Regions from separate parts of the Mus musculus genome. Here region 2 is linked to region 1. The links are chromatin contacts, called in public HiChIP or PLAC-seq maps. All regions are on one chromosome and are shown on one strand. The core of a region is the stretch at or near the end of the contact, and the rest is flanking DNA. Distances in the headings are between cores, read along the strand shown. Region 1 has its middle 6.7 kb from the start of Gm36876. Region 2 overlaps Gm39440 (a long non-coding RNA gene).

What was found. HiChIP or PLAC-seq counts read pairs in DNA pulled down with a chosen protein or histone mark.
Region 2: an H3K27ac HiChIP or PLAC-seq map of stem cell-derived neural progenitor cells shows a contact between it and region 1, with 5 times the contacts expected there. The contact joins two enhancer-like sites. A contact is called at or near these places in 1 of 115 datasets of contacts at active chromatin or transcription factors (stem cell-derived neural progenitor cells) and 1 of 9 other capture datasets (embryonic stem cells).

What each region holds. Positions count from the first base shown.
Region 1 is chr11:108,971,670-108,976,492 of GRCm38.p6, reverse strand. No RefSeq gene overlaps it. Among named protein-coding and RNA genes, the nearest start is that of Gm36876, 6.7 kb to the left of the region's middle. Within about 2 kb of position 2,417, at least 29 of the 459 cell types and tissues checked have an H3K27ac peak or open chromatin away from gene starts, as enhancers often do. A contact at or near this core is called in stem cell-derived neural progenitor cells, where this site is marked.
Region 2 is chr11:109,208,937-109,214,382 of GRCm38.p6, reverse strand. Gm39440 (a long non-coding RNA gene) reads left to right here. Exons shown (of 2, transcript XR_880276.2): 2 at 798-968. Among named protein-coding and RNA genes, the nearest start is that of Gm39440, 7.9 kb to the left of the region's middle. Within about 2 kb of position 3,357, at least 17 of the 459 cell types and tissues checked have an H3K27ac peak or open chromatin away from gene starts, as enhancers often do. A contact at or near this core is called in stem cell-derived neural progenitor cells, where this site is marked.

The sequences.
Region 1 (4,823 bases), core at 1,168-3,667:
TTTAACCTTGTCTACAAACCCAGCTAGTCTATCTGGTCAGCCAAATTACCCTAGTAAGAGAGTCCAGCCCTCGGTAGGAACACTCTCCAGCTACTCCCTCCACTCCTTGTTTTACAGGTAATGAACGAGGTTCTAGGGGAACTTATTCACAAGCCATTGGTAATAAAGAATGTGACAGATGGGACCTTGGTCCCTACATCTATGTATCTTTCATTTTAGCCAAGCAACACAGAAACTATCTGGATTTGCCATGAGAGCCTGCCATGTCATGCTGTAGGGACACTAGATAGATATGGTTTGAAAAACCCTTGAAGGGGTCAAGACCACAGTCATTGAAGTGGATGACCAGGCAACCTTCCCCTTCCAACAAATAGTACCCAGTGTATCAACTGACCCAGAGTCCAGCCCTTTCAAGATGGAGGAGGAGGAGGGCAGAACGCCCAGCAGCACCTGCCGGGGCTCTGAAAGATGGAAAGGGCTGAAGAAGAAAGAGCAGGAAAAAGCTTTCTTCCCCGTCAAGTTAGAGAGCCGGCAGAGAGAGCAGGAGCCAAGATCAAAACCCAGTAAAGGTCCCTCAAGTCAACTTCTCCCCGTTTTAATTAAGCAGAGAGTCCGCACGCTCACCCCCACCCCCGCGAATGCTTTGCAACTCAGCAAGAGCTACCGCAGCAGGTCGCAGTTAAGCCTTCAAACGACAGGCAGCCTCAGGGAAATGCCAGCAGCCACAGGTGCAAGCTCCAGCCCCTCCCACTCTGTACCCAGACAGTCCATCACAAGATGCCCAGGGGGTTCCCCAGAGCATGCCATGGGCCTCTTTCATGCAGGGACCCTTGGCAGAGCCACCCTTCTGTAAGAATGGCATCCTCTGTAGGGGCCCAGCCTCGTTCTGAAAACCTCAGTACCAGCAAATTCTGATCCCATCTCACAAAACCACTCTTCCCACTACCATAGACAATGCATTTATGCTTCCTACTGTGTATGTGTGCAGACGTGTAGACACATATATGCATGCACATAGAGTCCAGGGGACAACCTCCAAGTGTTGGCTTTTAAGTGTCATGGACCTCTTAAGACAGGGTCTCTCTCTGTCCTGGAGCTTAGGATAAGCTTCCTGGCCGCTGGGTCCTCCTGTCTTCACCTCCCAGTGCTGGGATTACAAACCCTGTGTCCTGCTTCTCTTTGTGTCCATTCTGGGGCTTGAACTCAGGTCCTCATAGTTTCACACAAACACTTTACCCACCACGCCATCTCCCCAGCCCCTTTTCTACTCTATTTAAATGCCAGAGGTTTGGATCTTAGTTTCAAGACTTACCAAGGAGGCTCCAGGTTCTTTGTGAAACCCCATTCTGTGAGACATTCTGTGAGACAAAGGCACCGTGTCCTCAGGTCACGTGAGATTCTAGGTCAGACCCTCTCATCCCTACATCTCCACTCTCTGCTCAGGTCCCATGCTCCAGCAAACATCCTTCGCTCCTGGACATCTTAGTTCCTCCACATCCCAGCCTTCACCACACTCCTCCCTCAGCCTGCATGCCTCTTCCTCTGCTCCCAACATCTTGTCCCACAACTGTGACCACCTCTAACATTGTCCCTGGATTCCTGGCCTGTAGCTACCGCCACTGGCAAATACTTGCATTGACTAACCAGCTTAGCTGTGCAAAGCAGTGGGGATTAGGCTGTGAGCCTTTCTGGCTAGCCAGTGTTCCCAAAGCCAAGGTTTCCCACCCTGATCTCCAACCGCATCTGTTGTCCTTCCTCTTTGGGCACGCTTTGTGTCAGGTGAAATGCTGAGAAACCCATTTCAAAATGTCAATGGGCCTCATGGGAAGAAGAAAGCAAGGGATATGGAATTTTACCCAGAAGGGCAGGAATGAGAGGGAAGGAGACCTCAACAAGCATAGGCAGGAGCCCCCCCCCCCCCAAGACCTGACTCTATGAGGGAGGCTATATCTGAAAGAGTCACATCTGACCTTCAACTTACAGATTCCCCCCTCCACCTGCCACCTATCTGCCACCCTTGTTGGTAGTGAACACTGTTGTTTGGTGAATGAAAGGAAGAGGAGGGAGGCTGGGTAGAAGGGTGGAGTGGGGAGCTAACAGTAACGATGCTAGCAGCTGGTGAGAGGAAGATGCTCTTGCAGTGCACAATGCAGCCCATCCAGCCCTTGGAGAACATCAGGCAGGCAGGCAGTCTCCCAGGCCAGGCGATTCCCGGATCCTGGGCTGGATCCCCACCGCCTCCTGTGTTCTTACTTCCCTGCCTGGTATGCAGGAGTAGTAACAGTACCTGTCTCCTAGGGGCTGTGAAGACCCAGTGGCTTAATTCAGACAAAGCGCTTAAGACAGCAAGCAGCTCAGAACAGAGCAACCACTATTTGGAAAGAATACTGGCCCTCCCTGCATTCCAGACGAGGAAATGGAGGCTTCCAGTCAGCTCCAGCAATAGTATAGCCTCACACTAACTAAACAAAGATTCTTGTGGAGCTCCCTGCCAGGAAAAAGGGATGGGGTTGGGGGGTGGGGGGAGGGGCGTCAATGCTCTGTCATCACAGGAAGAGGTCACTATGTAAAGTTCAGGTATAAGCCAGTGGTCCGCAAATCAGATGACACATTGGAAGTCTCACCAGCCCTACCAGTCTGAGTCCCTGTGGGGGCAGGCCCAGGTGTCATAGATTTCAAGGCTCCCTGGAGTTACACCAAAAGCTGGCTTCCACACTCCCAAAGACAGCAGCAGCAGCAGCAGAATGGAAGTGGCCAGAGCCTCTCTCCAGTGGAGAGCAGCAAAGAACTGACTTCCTTGTGATCTTCATCCAAACCCCGTTTTCTTTCACTAAGGGAATCTCCCAGCAGCCTCCGAGCAACCAGCCAAAGGTTGGGTCCTCAGCCGCAGAACAAAGAACGCTTTGAGGTTTCATGAGGAGCTGTGTGGCTCTCTGGCCCTGGACTGCTAAGATCTCCAGGGAAGGCCTGGCCACCCCACCCAGCACAAAGGGAGTCTTGGAGTGTGCTGGGCTGTCAGCTGGTCCATCCCAAAGGCAGCACCTCCTGCTACCCTCAATCTGGGCCTAGAAGCTCAGCAAAGTGAGATAGCAACAGAGGAAGACAGACAGAGAGGGTCACCCACATGGCCTGTGGCCCCTTCTGCTGCAGGGGAGCCAGCTTAACTTTGACAGGTGAGTGGGGCCCCCTAGGTACACAGGTCTCCTGCCCCCCTAATCTGGTTGCTTGGGGAGTACAGGAGAATCTCTGTGTGAAGGAAAGTGCCCTCAGCCCCTATTCTGGGGTATACAGATAGTAAAGATAGTAAAGATGATGCCATCCCATCATTTCCTGCCTCAAAGGTAGATGATGGGATGGCAATCAAGAAAACATTTCAAAGGGGGTAGAGAGATGGCTCAGCAGTTAAGAGCACTGACTGCTCTTCCAGAGGTCCTGAGTTCAATTCCCAGCAACCACATAGTGGCTCACAAAGATCTGTAATGGGATCCGATGTCTGGTGTGTCTTCAGACACATGTAGGCACATACATAAATTAAATAAACCTTTTTTAGAAAAAAAGAAAAGAACACATTCCAGGCCTGTTTGTCCAGCCTGTAGTCTTATTACTTGAGAGCCTGAGGCTGGAGAATTTTAAATTTCAGGGCTTGTTGAGGTCCCAGAGTATGCTCAATCCCAACCTAGTAAATTTACTAGAATGTAATTTCGAAGAATCAAACCATGTGCCAGGTGTGGTTGTGGCGACAGAGGCAGCAGTGGTGGCCTGCATCTTTCATCCCAGCACTCAGGAGGTAAAGGCAGGTAGATCTCTGTGAGTTCAAGGCAGTCTGCTCTACAGAGCCAGTTCCAGAACAGCCAGGGCTGTTACACCGAAAAACCCTGTCTCAAAAAACCAATCAATCAATCAATCAATCAATCAATCAATCAATGTAAGAATGTTTAAAACGTTTACAAGGGGGTGGGCACAGCAACAGCATGCCTTTATCCCAGCACTTAGGAGGCAGGAACAGGCAGCTCTCTTAATTGGATCTACAGGGTCTTAGCCTGATCTACAGAGGGAGTTCCAGAACAGCCAGGGCTATACAGATAAACCCTGTCTCAAGTAAACAAACAAAGAAAAAGTTGAAAAGAGAGTTGAGGCTGGAGCAGTGGCAGAGCACCTGCCTGGCATGCAGAGGGACTAGGATCAATCCCAGGAGTAGAGTACCCAGGCCCCTTTCCATTGCTGTGAGAAGACCCTGACTATAAGCACTTGGGGGAGGAGAGGTTCGTTTGGCTTACCTTTGCCGGTCACAGTTCGTTGCTGTGAGAGGTCAAGAAGAAGGAACAAGGCTTGCTGGTTCAGCTTCCGGTGTCCATAGGCCAACCCAGTATCACTTACTCCACTGAGAGTCTCTCGCCCCACCACCCACCCCCAGGTGATTCTAGGCTGTGTTGACAGTTAATGCTAACTAAAACAGGAGAGGAGGGGAGGGGAAATGGGAGAGGGGAGGGGAGAGAAGGGGAAGAAGATGAAGAGAAGTAGAAGGGAGGGGGGAGGAGGGAATAGGGAAGAGAATTGGAGGGAAGAGGAAGAGGAGGAGAGGGGAGGGCTGGAAGTAGCGCATGCCCAACATTCAGAAGACGGAATTCAAGATCAGCCTGAGTCACATAATGAGTTCCAGTCTACAATGTTAGACCCTAGCTCAAAAAAGAGCAAAAGAAAGCCAATTGGTGGTGGTTTACACTTTGAATCCCAGAATTCGGAGACAGAGGTGGGCAGATCTTAGTGAGTTCGTGGCCAGACTGGTCTACAAAGACAGTTCCGGGACAGCCAGGGTTAAACAG
Region 2 (5,446 bases), core at 2,108-4,607, 240 kb before region 1:
TCAGATTAGTTTAAAGGATTAAAATAGAGTCATACTTCTCGGTTGTTGTGCCCTTAAAGCTTGATAAATAAATATACTACTCCAGTCTTAATTATTTGGGAGTTAGCAGGATAAGAGGAAAACTGTAACACTTTTCATAAAAACCTACTAACACTCTGGGCTCTTGTGTGCTGGGATTACAGGCAGTCACCACCACAGCAGATGCTCAGGATTGAATCTAAGGTTTTCTGCATTCTGGGTAGGGATTCTATAAACTGAGCTATGACCTTAGGTCTGTCCAATGCTTTTGATAGGTTAAATAAGGTGTGGCTTTGCTGACGTAGAGGGCACTGGTGGCCTTGTTAATGGCAGTTGCAGTGGACTGAGGGACATGCAATGGTCAGTGGACTTTTTGATTTAAGAGACTGAGAGGAAAAGAGAAGATGGGCCATCAAGAAAACTACCAGGAAGTTTTGAGAAGCAAAATGAGATCATTGCCTACAGGGCTGTGGAGCAGGAGAGGTTTCAAGGTGGGGGGGAAAAAGTAGCTTGCTTGAATTTGGTGGGAAAGATCCAATAGTTGAATGTGAGATGAAGCTAGAGAAGGAGAAAAAAGAGGGTGGGTAACCATGACCCTTGCTGTGTGAAAGGGAATGAGACCTTCTGCAGAAAGGGGGACGGGCTTCTGTCGGAGCACGGAGAGATTGCCTTCAGGAAGAAGGGAGGGGGCAGAGCTCACAGGCATCTCTGCAGAGAGCCATGTGATACTGGAGCAGAATCCTGGGAGAGCTCTCTTCTGGTGGCTTCTGTTTCCTCAGAGGGGAGACGTGAAGAAAGGATGGCTGATGGTATGAGAAGAGAGGATATGTAGGCGAGTCTTGGAGGAAAGGAGGAGTCAGAGTGAACATGGTGAGTATGGGGGCTGCTTGGGAGTATCAGGGATTCACGCGCAGTTGGAAAACATGCGCTTTTATTCTACGGGATGACACTGCTGTGTCAACAATTTCCATAGGCAAATGCCTTGGCCCAACTGCAACAAGCGCCACTCATCAGCAGGGGACACATTCTAATACCATCAGTAGATATTGGGCATCATGGACAGTATCACTATACCCTCAATACATTGTTTTATTCTATATATGTTATATACACTGTGGTGGTTTGAATAGGCTTGCCCCCCCCATAGGCTCATGGGTTTCAATGCTTGGCCACAGGAAGTGGCTCTATTAGTGGGTGTGGCCTTGTTGGAGGAAGTGTGTCACTGTGTAGGTGGGCTTTGAGGGCTCCTTTGCTTGGGCTGTGCCAGTATGTGGAATCTAGTCTCCTCCTGGCTGCCTGCAGAAGTCAAGTCTCTTCCTGGCTGCTTTCAGATCAAGATGTAGAACTCTCATCTGCCTGGATGCTGCCATGCTTTCCAGCCATGATGATAATGGACTAAACCTCTGAAACTGTAAGCCAGCCCCAATTAAATATTGTTCTTTCTGAGAGTTGCCTTGGTCATGGCGTCTTTTTATAGCAGTGGAAATCCTGAGACATACACCTAACATGACATTTCAATGAATGGCTTCCCTTTGGTATATGTAAAGGGCATCACTGTGCTCACAGGTTGGGGTCATTAGAAGATAATGGTTATCACTCCCCTTCAGTGTGACAGGGATGTTCTGTGCCCTGTCTTTCTGCCTGAGGGCCGACTCTGGCCACATATGCACATTTGGTATTTTTGATGTCTAGACCTAGAGGCCTCATGCCTAGGCTAGATCCTACTCAACAGAGGGCTGAGTTTGAGGATCAACACCCTTCTGAGACTCATCTCTAGTGACCCCCCCCCCCCGTCATGGAGGAGTCTACAGTACCCACCTTGCTAGCTTTCTCACTTCCTGCCTCCTCTCTTCAGCCCCTCGCTAAGCTTTAGTACCTTCCAGGGCTGTTTCCCACAAGTGCAAGGACAGGAATGGGATAAGATTAGTGATCCAAAACCGAAGTGTCCAGAAACCATGCTCAGCCCAGGGCAGTCAGCGCTCTCTGCTGATTCTGCATATGTAGATCCAACTAGTCCCAAACTGGAAAGCATTCAGAAAACAACCGAACCTGTTGGACAGGCACAGAATTTCCCTCTTTGCCATTATTCCCTGGGCAGCACGGTGGACACGCTCTTATGTAGCATTTATGTTAGGTTAGGAATTAGATGTAACTGAGATGTATGGGCCAGACAGAGGTGTGGATGAAAACAGTTTTCCAGATGTAACAGGGCAGATGAACTCACAGAAACTGGGACAACATTCGCAAGTCTCGAACAAGCTCAAGCCAGATGAAATCCCAGTACAGGTTGGGTGTGGCTGTGGGTAATGAAATCCTACCCCTAGCCAAGAAGCTATTCCCAAGTGATCTCTGCCGTGGAAGGAAAAAAATGAGTATTTTTCAATGGAGGGAGAGTGAGTATATCAACCACCCACCAGAGCAGGACGCATGCTCAGGAGGAGTCAGGCAACACAAATTGAGCACGACAAATATGACCAAGGTATATTGTGTTGTTAAGGCTCACCCCTGAGCATAGCTACAGCCATTTTGTTCCATGCCTGACAGCTATTTCATATTGTTGCTGTAATATGCCTGCTAGTCATTGATGTAGAAAAAATAACTTGACTCAGAGCAGGGTCATGCTGACCACATACCCTGTTGGGTTCTCTATGTTAAGAGGTTTGTTAATCTTAAGAAATTCCACAACTGTAAGCTTCACACAGGACCCATCGCATTAAAGGTCAACATGAACTGTTATGTCTAAAATGGCTGGAGTCAGGGCCAACCACTGGGCAGCACTTCCAGCATCTGTCTATGTGCTCATTGTGGCTTTTGCAGTTTTAGCTTTTATAAGCTGACCATAGAGATGGGTTCGGCTTACTTAAGGGTTTGAAAGATGTGTGTAGGCTCTGTGCAGACTGCACACTACATTATTTAGGGGACAAGGCTCAGAACAAGTCCTCACAAAATAAAAACAAAACAAAACAAAAACAAAAAGAGCAAACTGGAATCATAGCAAGTGTATATGGGACTTGAACACTAATAGATTTTGGTATCTTGGGGGGAGGGGTTTCTAGGACCGTTTCCCTGCAGCTATTGAGGGAATAACTGAACACCAATGCACTCTGACTCCCCTCCCCTCCCCTCCCCTCCCCTCTCCCCCTCCCCTCCCCTCCAGTCTTCCCTTCCCTAATATACCTTCCTGGTTTATTTTGATGGCTCACTCTTGGATGTTAGTCCATAATAGCCTCAAGATCACATCCCGGAAGGCACCATGTTCAGGATCACACTGGCAATCTGAGAATGGAGCTGTTCACCGGGAGCCAGCGTGTTGCCGAGGGCATCCAGAAGGGCTTCGAGTGGCGTGTGGGTGCCTCTGCTTCACTGAGTTTCAAACGGACACTTCTTGTCAAGAGGCTCCTTCATTGGTCTCTGCTGACCGTTTTGGCAGGAAGCCCAGTGGAGACAATGGTGCCCTTTTCTCTCAACAGTCCTTTGGGTCACCTCAGAGAAGACCAAGGCCGGGAACTGAGGGTGGAGAGAGCAATTAGGAAGGAGGAGATGTGGATTTTCAAAGGTCAGCCGGAGTATGAGTAGCGATTGCCTGGAGATTTATTCCGAGTGCCTTTCCTGACTAGAAAAACAACAATAAAAGGGGGAAAAAACCCCACCCGGGCCCACAAGTGGGGTAGAAGTTGAAGAACACTTTAATTCATAAGGAAAAGGGCTTGAATAATTGATGCTACCACCCTGCCAAAGATAATTTCAGCCCGCTCCCTCTATCTCACAAAGACATTTAGCATTGATGCAGATCAAAGTGTCAGAAACCCCTGCTGCTAGGCTGAAAGGCAAAACTCGCAGCGGCCTTTCTCCGCTCTGATAATGTCGTCTTTATGTAGTTAATAAACTGCGCACTTCAGTCAAACTATATCATTACAGAAGACTTAGGGAGCTAATAATTTAAAAGCAAAGAATTGCCTCTGTTCCTCACTTTGAACTAAACAACATTCTGTTGAATGAGGGGGACATCAAAGTCTTGTCACTATTACCAGTGTGGCTCTAGCAGAAGGCCCCACAGAGTGGGTACTTCAGTCATCAAGGGGAAAAGAAAGAAAGGAAGGAAGGAAGAGATTAAAGACACTGGCTTATCCACGCAAAGGCGGTACCAGGTGTTTTGGTTATTATTGTTTGTACTGGGAGAGCATCAGGTGGCTCTAGTATCAATGCATGTCCTTGTCCAGCTGATGCTTATGAACCCGGGTCAGACAGTTCACTTTTCACCTTGGCCCTGCTCTGAACTTTGTCCTGATGATATCTCTGTTTGCCTTTAGCCTGTCAGCCCTGCAAAGCGCCTTGGCTTTCTTAGGTCCTGTTTAGGTGGCTTGTTTGGCCTCTCTTTGTGCAGGGTCATGGGGCATCGTGTTCTCCACCCAGTGTTGGCTTGCTGTTGGCCATTCAGTGGCTCACAGGCTCCTATTTGGCTGGATAAGGGCATCTGCTGCGTATCTGTTTGAGGGTATTTTAAGCAGGAAGTTATGAGATAGACAACCTTCCGATAGCATCTCACCGCTCGCCCCTATACCCCGCTCCAGTGCTGCTGGGCTTGACATGAGGGCCATTGTCTTAACTTCATGCTCTTCCCCAGGAATTATTCTGAGGATGGAATCACTCAAAACATGGAATCTCCTGCAAATGGCTTGAAAGAAACTCTGGGCAAGAAGCTTGAATAAACTCGAAGGAAGCAGACGACGAAGAGAGGCCTCTGTTGAAGCTAGGCTTTTCCCACTTCTGCACTGGAGATTTGCAATATGAATGATGGTCCCACTGGGGCAAGAAAGCTGTCTTATGCATTCTATAGCCACTGTCTGGTGGCTGTGGCTGTGTTAGTGGTAGTGGGGAACTGACATTCCAGATACATCCAACCTAACTGGTTCCTTAGGCCAATGACAGTTTTGCAGACAGCAGTTGGGGCCACTCTGAGACTTTTGCTGTCAGTTCACACAGCAGTTGGGACACAGTGAGTGTGTCAGCCTGCAGAGGGCATCTGGGCAGGGTGGTTCTAAGGGCAAAGCAAATTATCTACCAAATATAACTAGAAACTTGCAAAGTATAAACCTAAATCTTGAGGAAGACATACATGTATTTAAAAGCAGTTTTGCCGTCACCTGGTCAGAGTGGTGCATTGTCTACTGTAGAGGCAGTAGGCATTACGAAATTGATCAAAAGTAGTCTCAGCTACGTGGTGAACTAAAGGCTAACCTGGGCTAATTCTGTCTCAAGGGCAAAATAAGACACATACTATTGTTTTTACTTTCCGTCTTAATGTTCTCCAGCATCCTTGGTCAATCATGTCTTTTCCGGACACCTTACATCTATCATCTCATTTCAGACTGAAGCTCAGCGAGATTCTGAACCGTTTGAGTAGGTCATGGCCAGGGATGTTAATTGC